2 separate regions of the Mus musculus genome follow, and region 2 is linked to region 1. Evidence: chromatin contacts called from public promoter capture Hi-C data. All regions are on one chromosome and are shown on one strand. The core of a region is the stretch at or near the end of the contact, and the rest is flanking DNA. Distances in the headings are between cores, read along the strand shown.

Evidence for each region. Capture Hi-C pulls out chosen DNA fragments and counts their contacts.
Region 2: a promoter capture Hi-C map of adipose tissue shows a contact between it and region 1. The contact joins two enhancer-like sites. A contact is called at or near these places in 2 of 484 Hi-C or Micro-C datasets (CD4 T cells and mammary gland), 1 of 115 datasets of contacts at active chromatin or transcription factors (embryonic stem cells) and 3 of 9 other capture datasets (adipose tissue, liver and pancreatic islet).

What each region holds. Positions count from the first base shown.
Region 1 is chr9:50,833,882-50,838,889 of GRCm38.p6, reverse strand. The region is part of intron 14 of Alg9 (asparagine-linked glycosylation 9 (alpha 1,2 mannosyltransferase)); the gene reads right to left. Among named protein-coding and RNA genes, the nearest start is that of Ppp2r1b, 21 kb to the left of the region's middle. Within about 2 kb of position 2,684, at least 63 of the 459 cell types and tissues checked have an H3K27ac peak or open chromatin away from gene starts, as enhancers often do.
Region 2 is chr9:50,902,627-50,907,634 of GRCm38.p6, reverse strand. It overlaps Sik2 (salt inducible kinase 2), which reads left to right. Exons shown (of 16, transcript NM_178710.3): 9 at 64-228. Among named protein-coding and RNA genes, the nearest start is that of Gm25558, 17 kb to the right of the region's middle. Within about 2 kb of position 2,129, at least 59 of the 459 cell types and tissues checked have an H3K27ac peak or open chromatin away from gene starts, as enhancers often do.

The DNA.
Region 1 (5,008 bases), core at 1,435-3,934:
CATACTTAATAAAACAACTGGGCTGGTGAGATGGCTCAGTGGGTAAGAGCACTGACTGCTCTTCCAAAGGTCCTGAGTTCAAATCCCAGCAACCACATGGTGGCTCACAACCATCTGTAATGAGATCTGACACCCTCTTCTGGTGTGTCTGAAGACAGCTACAGTGTACTTATGTATAATAATAAATAAATCTTTAAAAAAAAAACAACCATGTTTGCAAAAACTATGAAGTCTGACTATAGCTAATACTAGTTCAGAAAGATCAAACCCTCTTGTCTGTGAACGGTAAGTCCACAGCCACACGCACAGGTGTCTGTAGCAGGATTGGTCAGAACAAGCAGCATGCATCATGGGGGCTTTATTGCTTTATGAAGACTCGTCTGCTCATCTTCATGCTTCACAAATAACTTTTGTTCTCTGCTTACTATACCAGAAAACTTCAAACATATAAAGTTGGCAAAATGTTACTTACAACATTTAAAACAAACAGACAAATTTGTTCCAAATTTAGAAAAGAATTACATTCATGTATGTATGTATGTATGTATGTATGTATGTATATATGTATGTATGTATGTATTTTGAAGATAGTGTCTCACTGTGCAGCCCTGACTAGTCTGGAATTCACAGAGATCCACCTGCCTCTGACTGGGATTGAAGATGTGCACCACCATGCCCCATCCAGAAAACCTCAAATTCTCCAATATAGATAGACAACTATCTATGAAGATTTGCATGCTTGCCACAGAGCCACGCCATCTTCTCTCACTGGGCTCACGGTCTCATTGAATTCACATCAACCTCTGAAGACACACACAGCCGTAACTTAGCATGTATGCTCCTAAAGCAGCAACCAGCACACAAGCTGAGAAGAGAAGTCAGACGCTGAGAACTGGATAGGACAGGGGAAGCATTCAGAACACATCTTTCCATCTCAGACACCTCACTGGAGGTGTGTAGTTGCCTCACCTCTGGTGACCCTTCTTCCAGTTCCTCTGGCTCAGGAGACCGCCAGGTCTTCCCAGTCTGTCTTTCACAATGTGTACAGACTTATTTGTTAACTTGCTGGATGCCCCGCTATTCCTACATTTAGATCTCGGGGACTGAGTATGTCTTACCTATGCCTGGTACAACTGTATGATGAACAGCACACATATTGGAAGGATGGATGGGTAGCTGAAGGATAGGCAGATAGATAAAGTACATCACGCTAAAGAATTCAGGTGCGCTCAACCATCCTGAGCGCCATCAGGTGACAGCATAAATGCAGGTATGAAGGGTAGATAACAGACAAGTCCTACTCCCAGTGAGGAATCCCAAGTCCAACAGGTTGTGGTTTGGGTTATACATCTTTTTTTTTTTAAAGATTTATTTATTTATTATATGTAAGTACACTGTAGCTGTCATCAGACACTCCAGAAGAGGGAGTCAGATCTCATTACAGATGGTTGTGAGCCACCATGTGGTTGCTGGGATTTGAACTCAGGACCTTTGGAAGAGCAGTCGGGTGCTCTTACCTGCTGAGCCATCTCACCAGCCCTGGGTTATACATCTTGCCAAGGACAGACATGAAGTGAATCAAGAGACACCCCAACTCTGCAGTGTTGGGGAGTGACCCAGTGTGGAGTCATCGGAAAATTAGCACTAAATTCTAAACACAGCATTCAGCAAGGAGGATTTTATAGGCAGATCTGAGCACAAAATTATAAAAGGAGAAAGCACAGGGTCTCGTCAGAGCACAGCACAGAGCATCCTTTGGGAACACAGGTCTTCTGCAGTCACCACACAGAGCCACTAACGGCTAATGACTTCCAGAAGTAAGACAGATGCTGCTATTATGATAGCGTGCCCACCTCTCAACTGGGAAGGAATGAGTCTGTGGGCTGTCTGACTCGGTTTTTAGAACAAGTTGGCTGGAGTTCCCCTGGTCTGACACTAGCTGCTGTTCTACATTTCTTCCTTCTTTCATCTGTTCTGACTCAGAAAGAAGGGAATCCCTAACTATGACAGTTTCTCCACCATTAGGATCTGAAGCAGCTTTAACTGATAAGACGACTTGTTAGACTACGTTGTTTCTGAAGAAGAACAGCTAAGCACTGGAAGATGGAGTCTGCATATATGCACACATTCACACATGTGGAAACATAAATCACATGATCACAAACTAAGACAAAACGAAAACCTATCAAAGTTCATGCCACAAGGCCTGTAAGGAAATGCCACAGGCCTTGTGACCTGAAAGAACACAAGCGCTGAACATTAGAGTTGTTCAACAAAGGATAGTAGGTTGACTATAACTGAATCAGTAAGGAACAAGATGTAAGATAGGTGTCACCATCATAGAAACCCAAACACTCTACCCCAGTAAGAGAGGCTCTTAAGCAATGCTGGAATGGATCAGCTATGCACAAAACATGTCCAAGCAGCATAACTAGCTGACAGCTCAGAATGTGCTCTGATTCAATGACCATCCCATTTATCGGGGTCTGAGAGCACCCTGCTGTGGAGACTTAAGTCTGTACTTGCTGACATGAGCAGAAGACTGGCAGCTAGTCTCCCCCGAAACCACCAGCCGGTGCAAGTGGAAATACTGAGTCAATTTGCTTAGACTGCACTCAATGGGTTTCCCTCCCATTTCTACCTGTCTGTCTGTCCATCCAGCCACTAATTCCCTCACTCAAACATTAAAACCACATTTAGCCTTGCTGGTTCAGCCCCACTGAGTACTTCCTGGAACTGCTCTTTGCTGTCTCTTCCATGTAGTGCAATTTTCGGTGAGATGTTTTCTATACCTCTCAGTGCAGAACTGGCCCTTCAAAGCACCTTTAGCTCTAAAGACAATCTGGGTTTTCCTTCACGTTCAGTTATACTCAACCTATCCTTTACTGAGCACTGCTAACTTTCAAAAGGCTTGTATGGGCAAACATAAGGGTGCTTTAACAGCCTTTGGGGGGGACACGGGGTGAGGACATTGCTTTATAGTCAGTAAGCACTCCAGAGATAATTCACACCCCTATTTCACAAGCGTGGACACAGGAGCATGGCTAACATGCTGTACTTGCTGGAGGGCCCGCCTAGGGACAGGACACAATGCTGCATCTCCAGCTTTTAGAACTCTCCCGTGGAAAACACTCCTGAGTCTACACGTGGAAGAAAAGGCCAGCCTCTCAAATCAGATGATCTAGTCTGCTCCCCTAGCATCCAATGCTCACCTCCACAAGGAAACGGAGCTTCAAAAGCAAAAACAGGTTCTGTTTTCTTCTCAAACATTTTAGTCCTAAATCCATGAGGCAGAGCAGAGCAAAGCAGGAAACTACACAGTGTGGGAGGAAGGAGGGAGGGAGCTACAGTGGCCCATGGGATGGCGGCACAGCTGATTCAGAGTGCCCATGTTAACAAAAGCAATGGCATTCTAGAGGCCAAATGACCTGTCGGGTTCTAGTTCACAGAGTTTGCCAAGTCGCCCTGACCCATGTGACTGGTATAACACTTAACTTTCAGCAGTCTATCCAGCACTCGGGCCACCGTGCTGACCACTCAGAGTGACCTCCAAGGAGCTGTGAGGTGGCTAGGTCAGAAGTCTACTGAAGCACAGGCATGGGTATGTAGGGACTCATGCTCCTGACGTGTACAGCATCTGGCATAACACCCTAGCTTCTGCACCAGTCACCTTTAGCCAACGTTCAGAACAGTGGGGTTGGGAAAGACTTGCTGTTAGGCAACTGGAGCCTTCTGACCTGCGGTCCTGCCAAGGGTTGGGGGAAGTGCTCTTCAGTCTTTTCCCATCTGGTAGTGAATGAGGGATACAGGCAGCACACGACAGTGTCTCGCAGGCTCAGTCCTGCTCCTCAGAACCTTATCTGGGCTTTATCCATGTGGCAGAAGAGCACTGGAAACCATCTCAAGAAAAAGACTCTGGCAAGCTTTAAAGTTTGAAATAAATAACAAGTATACTTCGCCGCAACAGTTTTTCTTTCACTAAGGTTCAGGCTTCTGACAAGACCCTTACCTTGCTCCTGCCTCCTTTTCACCATTACATAAATCCAGCTCTAAGAAAGTAAATCTAGGGGCTAGAGAGATGGCCCAGCAGCGAGGAGGACTTGCTGCTCTTCTGGGGAGCTGGTGTTCGGTTCCCAGCATCTATAACAGGAGGCTCACAACCACCTGCAAATCTCAGTGCGTACACATACATACATGCATTCATGCATTCACACACAGATAATAAAAAAATAAGTAATAAAAATGTAAAAATAATAAAAAGACTGTAAAGCCCACCAAGTCATATATTTAAGAGCCTCTAATATGCTGAGAATCATAAAGAAGCTGGAACAAAACTGATGATGTCAGTTGCTTGTCAGTTGCTTGGTCCATTAGCTTAAAGCCAGGGCCAACCTGAAGCACTGAATCTCCTCGTCCGTCTACAGCACTGGCTCAGTGAGGAGATGTGGAGATGTCTTTCCACAACAACAGAAAGCAGAGCTTGCTGGACTCCACAAGGATTAAAAGGTTTGTTCAATTTGCTCTTCCTAAATGTCAGCAGATTTGAATGATTAGGGAACTAAGACATTAGGCAACATGCAAGGAGTTTGAAGCCAAATCTGGCCAAGGGTAGCTATGTTAGATGGAGATCTGAGAAAAGTATTTGGGGGAAATGGGGAGGGGCAGGAGCTGAAGGGGAGACAGCAGGCAGAAGCTGACAGAGAATGAAAGACTGTGAGAGCAGTGAGCTGACAGTGTAACAGGACATGAATTCTGCCGTTCCTGTTTCTCCTCGGCACCAGTGAGGGAGGCGAGGCACCACAGTGCCTGGCATACAGAAAAAGCACTAGAGCCCACCACTCGCTGGTCATGTGGAGAAACTGATTCAACGGATTCTTCCCTAAAGACCAGATAGCATCTGCACTGTGCATCAAAGCCTGCCTGCCCAGGATGTGGTCTCCTGTCCATCTGGGGAGGAAGGGGAAATGGCCTTCAGGGCTGCCCCGTTCCGTCTAGTCAGAAATCTTTG
Region 2 (5,008 bases), core at 880-3,379, 69 kb before region 1:
CTCTTGTTCCAAGAGCAGTGAGTATATTTGTTCCCACACTGTCTGTTCTTGCCATATTTTCAGGCACAAACTGTGGGGCTGCCAGTGACCTTGCATCCACCGAACGTGAGACTGATGCGATCTACCCTCCTCCCACAGGCATCCAATGTGGAGGCCTTTTCATTTCCAACATCCAGCTGTCAAGCAGAAGCTGCCTTTATGGAGGAAGAGTGTGTCGACACTCCAAAGGTAAGGTGCTGTGCTTTCGTGGTGTGCTTGTGATGCAGTGGAGAGTGGGTGGAGACCTCGGTTTCATACATAGTGTGGTAGTATGGTTTTGTTGAATGTTGTTTTGGTGAAGAATTGTATCAAAATGTTCAGAGATCGGGTCTCATTGTTTAAGTAACAGCTCCAGGCCACATAAGCCCTCTGTTTCTTCCTTCCCTAAGCAGTTCCTCTTCTTTCCCAAGTTTTAAAGTTTCTTCATAACTGTTTGGGTGTATGACTAAGTCAGGAGGTAGGTTGGCTGACTCTTCACAAGTTATGATTTTAAAAACAAAATGTTACCTATTGTGCTGAGTTACACTTTGTTATTGTTGTGTTCTTTCTGCACAGCAAACCTTAAATACAAAGTATAAGATCTCTTTTTGACTGAGTGAGCATCCTTTTTGATCCAGCCTGGGCGTGCTTAATGGGTTTAGTTTGTATTCAGTGTATTGCATAAAGTGGACTGCCAGGAAATGAAAGATGACCACTTCTTTCATGCAATGGATTCTTTTTGACTTGTAAGTGGTATATACTCAGTACCAAGTGCTATAGAGATGATCATATTAATAGGAAACAGTATCCTAAAAGAATGTAGAGTGTGTTCAGGCTGCTTCACTAAGCTGTGTGAATTTGGGCAAGGTGAATTTCATTTTGCTCTGTATAAAACTATGTTCTATATATGTATTTTAGGAAGCCATTGTTACGAGTAAGATAATCTGTGTGGTTTAGGGTAGATTTTAAATAGTCAACAAATACTGTTTTCCCATATTTTACCCTCTTTAGATAACAAAAAACATGAATCAGACATGAGCTTGCCTAATACTCTACTAGACTGTAGTCTAACACAAATTGTATGAAACTAACACAGCAGGCCAACTACTGAATAAACTGATGAAATGTCAGTCAAATGAACCTAGAAAGAAGTAGGGGAATTGATTTTGTACTTGATCAGGAAAATTTGGGGGTAACTCTCACAACTAGAGTTGCAAAGTAGAGTAGAATCTGTGTGGCTGGAAATTAGGGCGGGGTTTCATCAGGAAAGGGAGGGTACTGTAGGTAATCAGGCCCATCTATGTCAAAGCAGTTGTTCTTCTGAGGGAAAGGGCATGGGAAGGAAAACTGTACAAGTAAAAACGTGTATGTTTGCTTTGAAGGGCAAGCAAGGAGGTCAGTTCTTTAGGCAGTGTTCCGGGTGTGGAACTGGTGACTTATTGGGACAGCTGATAGAATAGTCAGGCACCAGCTGAAGACCTGAGTAAGGAGACACTGCATGCATGCTGGTCTTGGAGACTGCCTGAGCGGTTCTCCAGCAGACAGGCAAGGGAGCAAGGACAGTGGGAGCTCAGTAAGCATGGGTCCAGGAGGGAGATGATGCAGGGCCTGAAATATGGGGATGGACATGAAATAGGAGAGGAGGGGACGCTAACATTGGGGTTGAGAGTGTAGAACTCCAAGCTTAGAAACGGGATGGCAAATGCCATTCAGTTAAGACCTCTGGATGTCAAGCAGATTCATGAGTTGCATGGACTTTGTGGAGCACAGTGGTGGTGGCAGCTCCATACCAGACTGTCACAACAGGTGGTAAGCCAACTTGCTATACAAGAATAGTTACTGTCCAGCCCTAAAGATGAGGCTACTTCCTGTGGACAGTCTGCTTTTTGTGCCTGTGTTTGCCTAGCATTACACATTAGTGTAATTCATGCTCAGCATTTAGACATAAAATAGGGCAGCATAATTCATTTTTACGATCTAATTCTCTTGAAGAAATTAAAATGCAGTGTGTTGAAGTCTTGCCTGTAAAGGCACCAGGCCCAAAACACAGATTGAACACTGTCTGCTATAATATATAGGGCAAGCTATTTTTAAAGCTTGTGATTGTTGTAGTTACTAGGAAACAGACAGGAAATGGTTTGCAGAAGATACAGACGTTGCTACATGGTATATTCACATTTGTAGGCATGAGAGTCAAACTGGAACTGGCCCCAGCACTGGCAGTGCTACCCTGAAACTCAGAGCAGGCCGTAAACATCTCCAGGACTGATGTGCATCATTTTGTTAGCTCCTTCCAACTACCTTTCTTTGAGACCCATAAGTAAATGCATACACCAAAGAATCTTTCAGTTCCTTTGTTCACATGACTTCATATACATTCACTATAGCCCACTTATTTTCTGAAAGATTATCATAGCTATATATATTAATAATTCCATTTCTACTTGTGATCAAAAATTAGTATTGAACATTTAAAAACAGATCACTTCTCATTCCCTTAATTGTTAGTAAAATCACTGAAGGAGTCTAACTTGAAACTTTGACTTGGGTTTTATGGGCCGGAGGGGAAGGCATTTTTCTGAGCATTAATTGAGACCCTCAGGACATAGAGCCCATGGTAGGAGGACAGTTGCACAACCTGTGTAGAGTAGATTTCCCATGTACACATGTCAGTCCATTTGTAATACTACTAAAGACTATACTAAAAGGATTTCCAGGTTCACACCTGGACTAGCTGGTTGAGAATGCAAGTGTAGCCCTACACATTTGTAGCAAATGTGCAGCTTGGTCTTCGGGTGGGTTCCCTAACAAGTGGAGCAGGGGCTGGCTGACCCAGAGTCTGTTCCCTGCCAGTGGATCCCCTTCCCCTACCTGGACTGCCTAGCGGGGCCTTAGCAGGGGAGGGTTTGATTAGTCCTGCTGGGACTAGATGTCACAGGATGGGTTGGTATCCGAGGGGAGGGCGGCTCCTCCTCCTCTGAGGAGAAATGGAGAGGTAATGGAGGGAGCAATTTGTGAGTGCTGGACTGGAAGGAGAGGAGGCAGGGGGTGAGCTGTGATCTGGATGTAAAGTGAATAAAAAATAAAATATTGGGGGGGGGAGAAAATGCAAGTGTAGCAGAGGCATTCCGTGTGTGATTGCACCTTGATAACTCCGCATTGTGAAAGTGATAAACATGAGAGAAGGCTGGAAAGCAAACCAGACTCTTGAGTGGTGCTAAGCTCTAGGGGGTTTGGGGAGAAATTTCACTTTCACTTTCACTTCTGGATTTAAAATTTTAAATTATAATTTGAAGTAAAAACATAAAAATAAAACCAATCATGAAAATCAAGTTTGACAATGTGAAGAGAACAAAGATAAAATTAATTTAACTGTAAGTCACTACTCAAAGACTATTTGATGTCATACTATAAATTAGTAGGTAAGGTATAGATAGGATGGTTCAGTGGGTGAAAAGATTATTGAAATTATTTCCTATTATGTGTAGTTTTGTATCTTCTGTATCTAACAGTGAGTCATGAGAATGTTTCCCATGTCCTGAAGTAGTCTTTACAAGCATAAGTTTTAACAATTATGTAAGTCACTGCTTTGTATATCTCTTTATTTAACCACTCCCCTCTTGTTGTACACAGTTATTTCTCTTTTCTTGCATCCATAGTCTATGGTGAATAATTTTACTTCTGAGCTTTTCTGTCCTGTTATTTAAGGATGGGGTTCTAAGCTGAGTGTGAGGGGCACCTAGGGCTGGCACTGAGTGGAGTGAGGCAGGAGAACACAGGTACAGAGGCGCTCTGGGTGCATAGTAGGGCACCATCTTTACAAAGATGTTTCTAGCTTTGCAGTCATCTCTTTCCTTCTTCACCTGTTTAATTTGCCTCAGGTAGGAAAAAGTGTAGTAGTTTTATTCTTATGCTTTTTTTTTTTTTTTTTTTTTTTTGGTTTTTTCGAGACAGGGTTTCTGTGTAGCCCTGGCTGTCCTCGAACTCACTCTGTAGACCAGGCCTGCCTCTGCCTCCCAAGTGCTGGGATTAAAGGCGTGCACCACCATGCCCGGCTCATTCTTATGCTTTTTTATTGAAAAGCACTCTGCTTTGTTTAAAAAATAAATAAATAACAACAAAGTGTATTGAATTGTAAAATTTTTTAAAGTATTTTTCTGAATTATATTAGTTGACTTTTACCACTATTTTACAAATGGTGGTCTGGGGCTTGTGGGGAGGAGCTTGGGTAGAGCCTAAACAAGTAATTTGTCAGTCTGAGGTTTTACTCCAGTGCCTGCTCAGTATGTCCCGCATTTGCCAGGGACAGGGACGACAGCTAAAGTCCATCACTCTTCCAAACTCAGCAGCGTTTAGTATGCTTGGTGTATTGTATGAACTTGTGTAATACCATAAGATACCCACAAAATACCATAGCCTGTGTAGCTTAAACAACAGAAATTCTGTCTCCCATAGTTCTAGAGGCCAGAGGGCAAGATAGAGTTAGTTCTAGCTGGTTTGTAAGAAATTATGACGTCTTCCTGTTTTTAGACAGCCTCCTTCTCACTCTGTCTTTAGACATCACACAGCCTTTCCTGTGTAGCCATGGGGCAACTGGGAATAAGCTCTTCAAGGTCTCTCCTTTTGACGTCAGACACTTAGCCCTCCTGCCTTGGCCTCTGGGTGCTAAGATTATAAGTATGCACCACCACAACTGATTTAGTGTGTCTTTTCTTATTTTGTTTTTTAAAGATGTAGCTTATTTTTAATTATGGATATGTGTATTTATTTGTCTCTGTGAGCATGTACACATGAACATCGTGCCCATAGAAGCCAGGATGTCAGTTTCCCTGGAGGTGGAGTACCAGGCACTTGTGAGCTTCTTAACATCATCAGTGCAGGGAGCCAAACTTGATCCTCTGCAAGAGCAGCGGCATGCATCTTAACTGCTGCTCTGTCCCTCCAGCAACCCCCACTCCCACCCCATATATCTTTTCTTATAAAGATACTG